3 separate regions of the Rattus norvegicus genome follow, and regions 2 and 3 are each linked to region 1. The links are chromatin contacts, called in public Hi-C maps. All regions are on one chromosome and are shown on one strand. The core of a region is the stretch at or near the end of the contact, and the rest is flanking DNA. Distances in the headings are between cores, read along the strand shown. Region 1 holds the start of Ebf1 (EBF transcription factor 1). Region 2 overlaps Ebf1 (EBF transcription factor 1). Region 3 overlaps Ebf1 (EBF transcription factor 1).

The links. Hi-C and Micro-C count contacts between places; a contact is called where the count stands out from the background.
Region 2: a Hi-C map of the A7r5 cell line shows a contact between it and region 1, with 2.2 times the contacts expected there. The contact joins the enhancer-like site here to the promoter of Ebf1 in region 1. A contact is called at or near these places in 4 of 12 Hi-C or Micro-C datasets (the A7r5 cell line, the Rat2 cell line, frontal cortex and 1 more).
Region 3: a contact with region 1 is called in a Hi-C map of psoas muscle, with 2.9 times the contacts expected there. The contact joins the enhancer-like site here to the promoter of Ebf1 in region 1. A contact is called at or near these places in 2 of 12 Hi-C or Micro-C datasets (prefrontal cortex and psoas muscle).

What each region holds. Positions count from the first base shown.
Region 1 is chr10:29,599,646-29,603,349 of GRCr8, reverse strand. It overlaps Ebf1 (EBF transcription factor 1), which reads right to left and starts at 1,429. Exons shown (of 16, transcript NM_053820.2): 1 at 1,008-1,429. The coding sequence starts at 1,141.
Region 2 is chr10:29,668,741-29,672,844 of GRCr8, reverse strand. All of the region lies in intron 6 of Ebf1 (EBF transcription factor 1), which reads right to left. Among named protein-coding and RNA genes, the nearest start is that of Ebf1, 69 kb to the right of the region's middle. Within about 2 kb of position 2,849, at least 25 of the 93 cell types and tissues checked have an H3K27ac peak or open chromatin away from gene starts, as enhancers often do. A contact at or near this core is called in the A7r5 cell line, where this site is marked.
Region 3 is chr10:29,708,316-29,712,220 of GRCr8, reverse strand. All of the region lies in intron 6 of Ebf1 (EBF transcription factor 1), which reads right to left. Among named protein-coding and RNA genes, the nearest start is that of Ebf1, 110 kb to the right of the region's middle. Within about 2 kb of position 2,565, at least 7 of the 93 cell types and tissues checked have an H3K27ac peak or open chromatin away from gene starts, as enhancers often do.

The DNA of each region.
Region 1 (3,704 bases), core at 180-2,679:
CTCTGCACCTTATATGTCTAATGGGGCCTGGGCCCACAAACTTTTCCCTAAGCCCAGCTGGTGGCCAAGAATGAAAAGAGCAAGGTACCATTTCTCACTTGGGACCAGGAGCCCCTGGACAGGGCACTGGGTGTGTCCAGGGAAGTTCCTCAAGTTGGCCTCCAAGAGCATGGCTTCCAAGCCACTCAGTGTAGGGTCTGGAGAGCTGGAGAGGGACTGGAGGAGTCCAAGGTGACAGGGGATGAGAAAGGCTTTTAGGAGATGTGAGAATTAAAGTTGGAAATCACTCCTCTACAGGCAGACTGAGAAAAACTGAAGGCTAAGGGGTGGAGAGAGGGGAGAGTAAAGAACCAGATAGGAGAGAAATGGGGAGAGAATATAGGGAGGAGACAGCCGGGTGAGGAAAGAGTAAAGAAAAAAGAAGGGTGAAACTGAGAAGGAAAGAAAGAGAAAAAGAGTGGGGAAGGACAAGGAAAAATTAAAGAAGGTAGAAAAAAGAAAGGAAAGATAGGGAGAAAGGAAAGAAATGTGAAATGAAATGGAAAGGAAGAAAGAAAGGGGAGAGAAGAAAATTAAGAAAAAAGAGAAGAGAGAAGGAACGGGGGAAAGGGAAAGAACTGAAGAGAAATTAAGGAAGCGAAGGGAAGGGAAGGAGAAGGGGAAAAATATATAGCCACCCAGAAAAGAAAACAAGCGGTCAGAAAAGCGCAGCTATCCAACACCGTGCTGCAGAGACTCCTCTTCTGGGTTAAAACAAAACGAAAACACTCGCAGATGGGGCTGCGGAAAGTGCCGACAAAGCTTGGGCTCGGCTCCCTCCGGCAGCTCGCTGTTCTCTGGCCGGCGGCGACGAGTGCTGCGCAGCCGGGGAGCGCGGAGCCCAGGCGGCGAGCGCAGCGCAGCGGCAGACGCACTCGCGTGGCCGGGCCCCGGGTAGCGGCGCCGCGGTCTCCGGGCTCTCCCGCTAGCCGGCGGCCTCTCCTCCACGGTCCCCCAGCGGTACCCACCTCTGCGCCGCTGTGTTGGCGTCCAGCACCCCGGCGCCCTGCATCCACGTCCGCACCGCGTTCATGCCGCTGCCCAGCGGCTCTTCCTTCATACTGCTTCCACTCCGTTGGATGCTTTCCTGGATCCCAAACATGAAAACAACCTTTTCTTGTGGAAAATCTCCTCCCCTTTGAAAATATTAAAAAAAAAAAAGGAAAAAAAAAACTCCAACCACAGATTTTTTTTTTTTGAGTCGATGAAACTCGCGCTACATCAAGGCGGGCTGAAAAGCAAAATTTTTAAAAATGTAAACCTTCGCTCAAAACTGAGCGATAACAAGGAGGGGGGGGCGAGGGAAAAAAAAGAAAGGGAAAATCCAACGAAAAGACCAAAATTAAGAAAAAACAGAGATGTATGCTTGGCTGTTGGGGGTTGTTTGGTTGGTTGGTTTTGAGTTTGGGTGCTTTTTTTTTCCTTTTTTTTTTTTTTTTGCTTTTTTTTTTTTTTTTTTGCTTTTTTTTTCTTTTTGTAGTAATCACAGGCCGTTGGAGAACAGGAGGGGCTGGAGTTTCCTTTTGTAGCGGTACCTTCACTTGAAGAAGCAGGAAGAAAAAAACCACCCTGATGACAATTTAAGAAACAATAGATACGACTCTCGAAGCCGGCTTGGCTACTTGAAGTGTCATTTTCCACAACCAGGCAAGTTTTTTTCTCTCTCTCTTTTTTTCCTCCTCCTCTCTCAACCAAAGATGTTTCTTTCCTTTCCGTGCGTGTAGATGAGGACGCTGGTTGCTGTAGACAGATACACCGGAGAGGGTGGGGGGAAGGGGAGAGAGAGGGAAAGAGGAAGGGGGGGAGGGAAAGAGATAGAAAAAGAGAGGAGAGGGAGAAAGAGAGGGGTGGACCCTGCTGGATGGAGATTCTGTTTTCTCCTTGCTAAAATAGAAGTGATTTGCAGGCTCTCCCTGTGGAATCCAGTTTGACTCTCCCTAGAGCTAAACACAGGCACACTAACCCCAAAGGGAAGGAGGCGGGGCCCTCGCAGCCTGGACACGCCCCTTCTTTGCATAACGTCATCCTTCCGCCTTATCGCAGCCAATCGCAGCTCCCGAGCTGGCTTGTTCACAGAGCCTGGCCACACTCCCTCATTAACATCCTTCTCTGGGTGGCGCAGGGGAGCCGCCAAAGTTCCCGGCAAAGTGGCGAACGAGGGAGCTCTGAGCACCAGCATCTAGGCTGGAGGGAGCTCGGCCGTAAAGAGCAAGAAAGGGGGCAGAGGGAAGGAGATGGAGGTATCCTGAGCCGAAGGGGTATGCGCCATGGCAGTTCCTGAGCATCCCCTCAGCGCCCAGAGCGCGACGGAGGCGTACTGACTGCGTTCTCCCTGGGCAGACGCCTAGTCCCTTGCTCGGCTGTCCTAGGACTTCGGGGGCAAACTTGGAGGAAAAAGGACTGACCAGGCAGAAAAGCCAGGATGCCCATCCCAGGTGCCCAGCTCTTCTCTCTGAAGCAAGGGTAGCGGGTTGAACTTTGTGTGCGAGCAAGATCGAGACTTGTGGGCCCTCGGAAGACACACTGTCTCCGTGTCAGGAGAGGTAGAGAAGCCTATTGCCCCAACGAATACTTTAGTAGATCGCACAAGGGATTGTGTGATCCAGACTCGGTCCTTAGCAGGCCTCTGAAATGCCTCTGATTCTGGGGTTAGCCCAGACACAAACGCTGTTGGGCGCGGTTCTTACTCGGTCACTTCAGCAGTCTCTTAAGAATGAATAGGTCTCTGGGACTGTGCCAGGGTGAGACTCTAAATATCTTCAGATCCCCAAACCCCTCTCCTGCTCCGCAAAGTAGCTTTATTTTTCCTTACCAACACAGCAAGGATGTTGCCTTCTCTGATTAGCTGGTTATTTGGCACACAGAGTTCTTTCTGTTAAACGCGAAGGGGGCTTAAGCCAACTTCCATCACAACCGCAGGGAGACTGGGAAGTAGGGAAGAGAGATGAGAGCGAGGGAGGGAAAGGAAGGAAAGAGGAGGAAGTGGATAAGGTGGAAGAATGTAAGGGGAGAAAAAGAAGGAAGGAAGAAAGGACGGAAGGAAGGAAGGGAGGAAGGAAAAGGAGGAGGAAGAGGGTAACTTGTCTCCCACTCCCACCTCAGGCCTATTGGCCTTGGTGTTGTGGCTGAAGAGGAAATGGGTGGAAGTTTATGGGTAATATGCCTGCCCCATCATTATTTTTTTTAAAAAGATGCAACGTTTAATAAGCTCATGGTAAACTGTATCATTACCCTCAGAGGACATCCTGGATGCAGTCAAGGCTGCTAAGGACTCCTTGGGGGAAAATTCTTTGCCCCAAATCTAGATTCCCTTTTCTTCTGGTCTTCCTTGGCCCTCTGATTTATAAAATGTATCACTGTCAGCGATGGAAAGGAACACACATCCCTGTTGAATGGAACAATTAAGGCCAGCAAATGTAATGCTTGGTGTGTCTGTCCAAGGAGGAAAGTGGAGCCCTTTTGTGATGAAAGATTGGGTGTATTCCAAGACTACAGGTTGAATGCATGGCCACTATCTTCAGACACAACTTTATCTATTATCTAGCTCCCAGACTATTTATCTGGACTACACATGTGCTGGGACATTTTTTTTCTGGTACCATAATTAATGCCATCTCCTCCAAGCCATCTCAGCAGAGATCATCTGATCCCATAGCATATGCCAG
Region 2 (4,104 bases), core at 1,600-4,099, 68 kb before region 1:
TATATGTTCTATTCCAAGCCCACTTCCAAGTTTCCAAACCAGAGTCACACTGCTTGATATCCTTGAGAAACACATTATCATAAAGAAATGATGGAAATTACAAAAATAACTGTAAACATGAATGTTTCAGATTTCACTATCTATGAACAATTAAAGCATTTACTATCTACAAATAATACTAAAAATGAAAAAAAATTAAGCTATAGCAAAATAATGTACTATCCAAAATAATATGAACTACATAGAGACATGGAAAAATATATATATAGTAACATACATACATGTATAGATACAAATATAAAACAAAGATTATTATTATGTTATCATAACTATTTTAAACATTTTATTTTAGTTTTAATTGCCTATGTGTGTGTATAAGCAATAGGCACTCTTGACCACTGAGCCATCCTTCCAGCCCCTCAGAACCTTATTGAAATGTTAAAAAATGAACATAAATTACAAGTGCAACATGCTAGACATGGTTGGGTTGTTTTTATATTTCCTTTTTTTTTTTCCTGTAACATGCTTTAAAAATTTCTTTTCCTTGAGATTTAAAAATAATTCATGATGGCCATAGACCCATGCGTTTTCACTTATCTCTGTCTCTCAACATCTAGCCAATAAGCTAGCCTAGAAGAAACACTAACTTTTTTTTAAACACGTAGATATTTTTAATTAAGATCTGGTCATAAATTAAGTTCGAGAGAGAGGAGTTGGAAAGCCGCTTGGCAGATGGGCTCAGGGAAGTCTCGGGCAGAAGCATGCATTTGTCTGGGACCCTCAGAGGGTCCCACACACGTGTAAAGAGTAAGGAAGAACACTCTGGAAGGGCAGGGAGACAGAATGGAAGGTAGGTACTGAGTGTACTTGGGAAGAGAGAGTCTGTGTGACTCTCATACAAGGCGCATGGAGGGCAGGAGGGGTAGCTAGAAAGATGCTCTGAGCCCACAGAACAGCTCACTTGAGAATAAAGATTGTCTAGAGAAGCTTGTGGAAGGCTACATGGTCAGAACTGAACTTTCTGGAGACGCGCGTGTCTACAGTGTACACCATGTGCGTAGAGCTGTTAACTGTGATGAGCGGAGCCCAGGACATAGGGGAAATAAAAAAGATGGGGATGGAAAGAGGCTGGAGCTGTAAGAATGGATAGCAGGGTGCCACCGTTATAAATGAACTACACAGTCTTCTCTAGGACCGAGCCCAGAATCCACTGGGCCATACATCTGCCCTTAAATAATCTGGACATTTGAGAGGAGGGATAAGAAACTCCGTCCTTGCACCCAAACTTAACTGGCTGTAATATGCCCAACACGCATGTGCACCCAACAATTAAAGCCCCGTGGTTTCTAACATTTGTTTATTAGCAGTCCCAAATGTTTCCTGTGCTATATAAAGTTTACCTTTGACTTCAACCCGGGGGAAGTGAAGGGTGGAGCCCTGAGAATGGGAGGAGGGAGACACAGTAGTTGCAGCTCCGTGGCAAGAAAAACATCTCGTTTTTTAAAATAATGCATTCACTCCGAAGCCCAGGACTAAAAGGTCGCAAACTCGCACGAAGCACCAGTGATTTAGGGCTCAGTTCAGCAATGCGTGGAATGTAAAACTACACGCAAACCGCAACACAGCAGGGATGGCGCTGCGCCTCTGGCAGGAATCGCCGTTTCCCACACAGGCCCTAAATCTGACCCAGCAATGAAACTTTTAAGATTTTGTAAAAATAGAATAGTTGGGAAATCTTGGCCACTTTTAGTTGAAAGAAAAAACAAAAGGGCCATCTTTTCTGGGTGAAATTTAAAAATCTGCCACTGCCCCCCCCCCGCCCCCGCCCCCGCAAGATATGCTAATGATGAATTGGGGGAGGGGTATTGTCAAACATCAAAGCACGTTTTCCCCTTAAGTTACCTGGCAAACCCATTCTAAGATGCTCTGGTATTTGTTGATTGTTTTATGATCCATCAAGAGTCCTGCGAAAGTGTCCGGTCAAAAAGCAACGTGTGTGGCAAAAACTGACTACAAAACGCTTACTTACATAGCTATCATGAGTCAGAATTATCTTCCCTAACCTTCCGACTACGGAAGCCCTGCGACGGTGGGTGCTATTCTCCACAATGAACAAATTTAAGGAGCAGGTTAAGTTTATCGGTCTTGCCAGGTCTACATCATAGCCAGGACTCAAATCCAAACCCTTCCAGTCTCTAAATCCAGCTTCCTTCTCTTACATCCACTTCACAAGAAGGAATTTCCCACATCCACTCAACAATTATATTTAGAAATCAAGACATACCACTGATGTCTTGGTAAGCACTTAACTGGCTTTTCTGGACTGTTAGCCCAATGTTGGCTCAAACCAGGGCTGTGTTTCTAGTCTCTTATCTATGTAGTATTGTACTCATTAAGTAGAAGCAACTCCCATGTTTTATGTCAGAGCCCAGGTTAAATTATAGATGAATTCCTGGTAGCCTGATCCAGAGTCTGTCTAGTCCCCTCCCTCTCTCCTTCCCTCCCCGGCTACCCCTTCCCTGTCAGGCATCTCACTAATATTTATTTTGGAACTGCCATGCACAGTATTATGACCCAGGCTTCTGTAAAAATGGAACGTTCTCGACTAGCACTTGAAATGAGCATATCCAGACAATGCACTCTGCTCGATGCTTACGACCGAATTATCTCAAGAGGCTATCAAGAGCTCTCAAAGTCCTCGTGTTAACTATGTCCTCCATTTAATCCAGCCCCCACACAGGCAGAGAAGAAGGCAAGATCTAAACATGACACACAAAGAAAAAGAGAAAGAACTCAGTCTCTCCTTCTTCTACCCCTCCGCTCTCCCATATCTGCCCCTACTCCCAAACTAAATATAGAGAGGCCAAGCATCAAAACCCAGGCCTGAAATTTTCCAAAGTGGCGATCAACAAACCAGCGTCAGCTGACCCATGTGACACTCAAAGGCATTGCCCAAGTTCGCACGAGCAGCCACATGGAAAACGGGAAGTGGGGTGTGTACCTGAGCGGGCCTTAGGAAGCTCTGCAGGCATTACCCTGCTGTACAGCCACCCCCACCAGTGCACACCACAGGAAAAGCTACTGTGAGCTCAAAGGCCAGAACCCCAGCTTTTCCTACCCTCCCTAAGAAGGCTAGATCCTGGATACAGAAATGCTAACGGATCAACAGACATAAAGTTAGCACTGTACTCAAAGGCTTGTGGGTTTTTTGTGGTTTTTTTTTTTTTTTAACATTTCCCTTATTGGAGAGGGGAAGGGAGAAAAGGCTTCCTTTCTTGACCCTACAACAAATTCCATTAAACTTCAAAAACAATGGTCTGGGATTCTGGAGGATGCAGACAGGAAACGAGAAGAAAGCTTTACAGAAAAGTTTAAAACGTGTTGTTGTTTTTTGGTTTTTGGTTTTTTTTTTTTTTTTTCCTTTTTCCTTCCAGAGGGATGGTTGTATCTTGACAGTGAGAGCTCATGGCAACTGAGAACATAATTAGATTTGAATGTCATGTACTTGTGACTGGGTGTATCGCACATCAAAACAGATTTAGCATCCAGTCGGAGCGGCAGAAACGTGCAAATGCCAGTGGCCGGTAAATAATTAATGATCGCCCCCAAAGTTTACAAATGCTTCAAGTGCCCTACAGATTCAATCCCATTGGACTTCCAAGTTACTTGAAATTATTGTTCTGTTTTGTGCAGTGTTCATGGTGAATTTATCATTGAGAGCAGAAGTCACTTTCTACCTGATGTCCGCTTGTTTCTTGGGGCAGTTAATTTATGAGTGTTTCTTATGGAAAAGATAACCCTTTCCCCCAAACATGGTGTGATAAATGCGGGCTCAGTGTCATCACCGTGGGGTTCTGTATTATAAAATGGGGAGTGTTTGGAATGAAAACTGAGCTCGTCTTTATTTCACCAGTATCTATAAAGCTTAGGAGAACAGTTTTGAAATTTGACCCAGATGACTAAAATTCATCACTGCAAAAAAAAAATTCGTCTCAAAATGTGATTTGATGGTGATTTGTTACCAAGCTTCTTTGGAGAGAACTGAAAGTATACATTTTTCTCTTTCTTAAAAAAAAAAAACAAAAAAACAAAAAAAACAAAAAA
Region 3 (3,905 bases), core at 1,316-3,815, 110 kb before region 1:
ATTATTCTGCCTGTCCACTTTGCTGCTGAGATGTAATTTCATAAGATTTACCTTCACTGGGGGTGTATTAAGAGCCCTGCTGTTTCCTTAGATTCATTAGGGGTGGAGTGTGACCTATAAGAAGGCTCTGCTTGGTATCCAGCACGGATACCAAATCGATGGATTACAGAGGGCATGGGGGGAGCCGTCTTTGAGTCTCTGTTTTCCAGTTGAAAATGAAGATAAAAATTCTACTCACAGCCATGGCAGTGATAAGGAGAGACGCTACGAAAACGGGGGGAAACAGAGGAGGACATGCTTGGAGGTAGACACCAAAGAACTCAATGACAAACCTCCAAACCAATCTTCATTCCATGTCTGGAAAATGGTCCCCATCGCATTGGTCCTAAGTGCTCTGGGGATGCTCTGGGTTTAAAATAAGGAGAAAGCACCTCACGGTGTATAATGTGGCCCACCATGGCCACTGTGTCTGACTCTAGCTGGTTTTGGAAGCCAAAGTTGAGAACCATGATCACAAAGAAACTAAAAGGGACGCCAACCAGAACCGTTGGCATATTACATCTGTCCAGCTGCCAAGATCTCAATAGGTAATCAGAGTAGGGAGAGAAAGACCACTGGGGTTCAGTTTCTAAGGAAACAAGCCGAAAAGAGAAATACAAATGCCTGACTTTCCATCACCATCAGCATCCACTTCTTAAAGTGGAAAGCAGGTGAGGTGAGCCATGGGTACCCACACTTTAGCCAAACATTCTGGCAGGCAGGAAGCAGGGAGAACTGACATCAGGAAGCCTCAGACCAAAGAGAACACTGACCTATCTTTATACTCTAGACCAAATTGACGAGCTCCTGACAGTTTTCCACTGAGGAAAGACAAGTGAAAAACTTGAACAATATGAACAGATTGTATGAGCTGATTTTCCTACAAGCTCAATAGGAATGCTTGCTCAAAGCGTTGGGTAGTATATTGAGTGGCTTTGCCCGACTTCATCAAGTAAGCCATCTTGAAAGTTTTAATGCACAAAGTTCAGTGTACACACACACACACACACACACACACACACACACACACACACACACTGAACATGCCTTGTGATTGACTGTATGAACACAGCCACAAAGGAGTGACTCAACCTGGGAGAAATCTCTTGACGTCTGTGTCTTCTCTGCTACTCTATTCCTATGCTCTCTTTTTGAGTCAAGTTCCTGGAACTCTGTGCCTACCGTTTCCTCTGACTTTAGCATCAGTGATCACGGGAGTTTGATGCCTCATAACAAGGAAGACTGATCTGCATCACTGTTTCACATCTTACCATTTGAAGTTACCTTCTGTAGACAGAACTTTCTACCTTAAAAGTCTCAAATACACCATTACGTTAAGAGAGCCAGTGAGGGGTTGCTCAAGTCACCCAGGTGAAAGATTCATGAGTGGCTTGTTTCCTTAAGTGAGAACTCTTCCCTCTTGTCGGTACTGAGTAATAAAATCTCCCTCAGATCATTCTGAAAATGCAAACTAATAATGCAGAAAACTCAAGGCTGCTTTTTCCCATCGTGGAAAATGTCACAACTAGAAAGCATGTTCCATGGCTTTTGTTCCAGATGAACAATCTGAGAGCAGATAGGTAGTTTGAAAGGCACACATCTGGCCCATAACAACACACATCCAGTGGGCTAACCTCTCCTCTGAGAGAGACCAGGACCCTCTCCTTAGGAACATTCTGCTTTGTCCATTACAGCATCCATTCAAATCTCGGCCAACTTCTAAGAACACCTCACCTTCTCTGTCAGAGTATCAGCCTCATAAATGGTGGGGTTCCGGCCACAGCAGTGTAGAACAGTGACTTCCCCAGATCTTCCTGTCTCCCACTTCTCAATATCCCCTTGCTCGTGAAGTCTTATGGTGCCACAAAAGGACTAGAACCTAAGTTTGAATGGCATCATTTTCCTGGCATGGTATTTTATTTAATAATAATCACATTGAAGGGAAAACTTTTGGACAAAGTAGCAGCAGCCCCACACCTGGAGGGTCCCCTGAGGCATCTGCTTCCAAGTTACACAGAGACACACATACCACAGGATCCTGTGACCATCCAACTCCCGAGTCCTGTCTGTAACCCCAAGACTAGGAAATTAAGCCATCTCCCATGCACAGAGCCTTTTGACATCCCACTGGGTATTGCTGAAGAAAAAGCCCAGAGCAGGACATTTCAGGGCTAGAATCTAACATGTTTGTTCTCCATGAGCTCCACTATACTCCTTAACTTTGCTGACTTTCTCACTGGGGACTTAAGACGACTCACTGGACAGTTAAAGAAAGAACCCAGCACCCTTCTTGGCACCAGCGAGCTGCACAGTAAAACCTTAGTCCCTGTCTGTTTCCTATCGCAATGTTCTGTACCACCCCACCTAGAGGTTAGGGCAGCCCCGATCCGAAACTATGAGCTAAGGATATGATCTCATTCTTCAGTCTGAAACATCAATGCAATTTTGTAGCATGATGCATGCAAGAGCACCCCCTAAATGTGTTAGTCAAACCTCCTGGATTCCAGTTGTGGGGTGATGGGGTCAAGTACTACAACAGCACCAAAGACATTTCAAGTCGGCCTCTCTAAGGATCTGCCCCGTTCCTGGCAGTCTGGCCTCCAGCCTCATAACAGATTCTGGGTCCCGATTCAAACTTTAATTTACTGGTGACCTCATGGCTTTCAGGAGTATTACAGAGGACTTATCTGGAATTCACTTTTTCCTACGCCCTTTCTTTTATTGGATAAATGTGATGATCACGCTGATTTCTTGGATCTTTTATCTAGAAAGGAATTTTTCTGGAAGTACTTAGTATTTGTTTTAATCAGATCAAGAACTATGTCCAAAGACTTTATAAATAACTTGTAAGCATATAATTTCTTAATACATTTCCTAGATAAATTGGTGATGGTCCTGCTCCAATTTTTCCTCATTTTTATGAAATATTTCAATTAATCACACTCTATAGGCTAGTCACACAGACTGCTATGTGATTGGAAAGTTGTGATGTCTCCCTTTAAGCACCCCCCCCCAAATGGGGAGAGAACGTACTCACTGTCTCCAAATCTTCCTTCTTAAAGTGCCTAAGTACAGGCTCACCATGGATTATGAAAGTTTGCTCTGTGTGTTTCTTTATGGGGCTCCAAGGATGCTAAACACATGGGATGTTGCTGGAATGTGAGGCAAATCTTAATGATGCCTTGAGAAAACATTGTGCTTAGTAATAACCCCCTTGCACAGCCTTGTGGGAACCGCACTTCTACGTACTGTATATGTAGCTGTGTTTCTAGTCTGTAGTCAAGAAATTCAAAGAACTGAAGCATTTTAGGTCTGGAACTGATAAAAAGAGACTGGTATATCATATATCTAAATATTTGGGAGCTGTAAAGCAAAGCAACACAGTTTAAATAAAGTTGATTTTATTGTTGTTTGTTTGTTTGTTTTCATTTTGTTTCTCTACACTGACAAATATCTCTTCTTCCTTCCCCTCCCTACAACTGAAAGGCCAAGTTTGAGATTTTTAACTCTTAGGCTCTTGCATCAAGTTCACTCAAGAACTTGATGGCATAGGAAGGTTAGCTCTCATTTTTTCCATTTCTAGATGAAATCTATGTATTTTTAAATGGCACTGAAGATCACATCTCTAAAGACTCAAGCATACTCAAGCCATCTGTTACTGAGCTGTATTTCCAATGCTTCCTATTCAAATTCAAAGGGGCGTCAGTAATCCATGCAAACACCTCTCTGCTCACATCCCAATGTCCCTCCTCATCCATCCTCCACAAAGAACACAAGGACTCTCTCACAACCTGAGCTGTGAACATTAAAACATTCCCCTATAGAAAGAAGAACGGGGAATTAAAAGTGGGCTCAAAGCCCTTAGG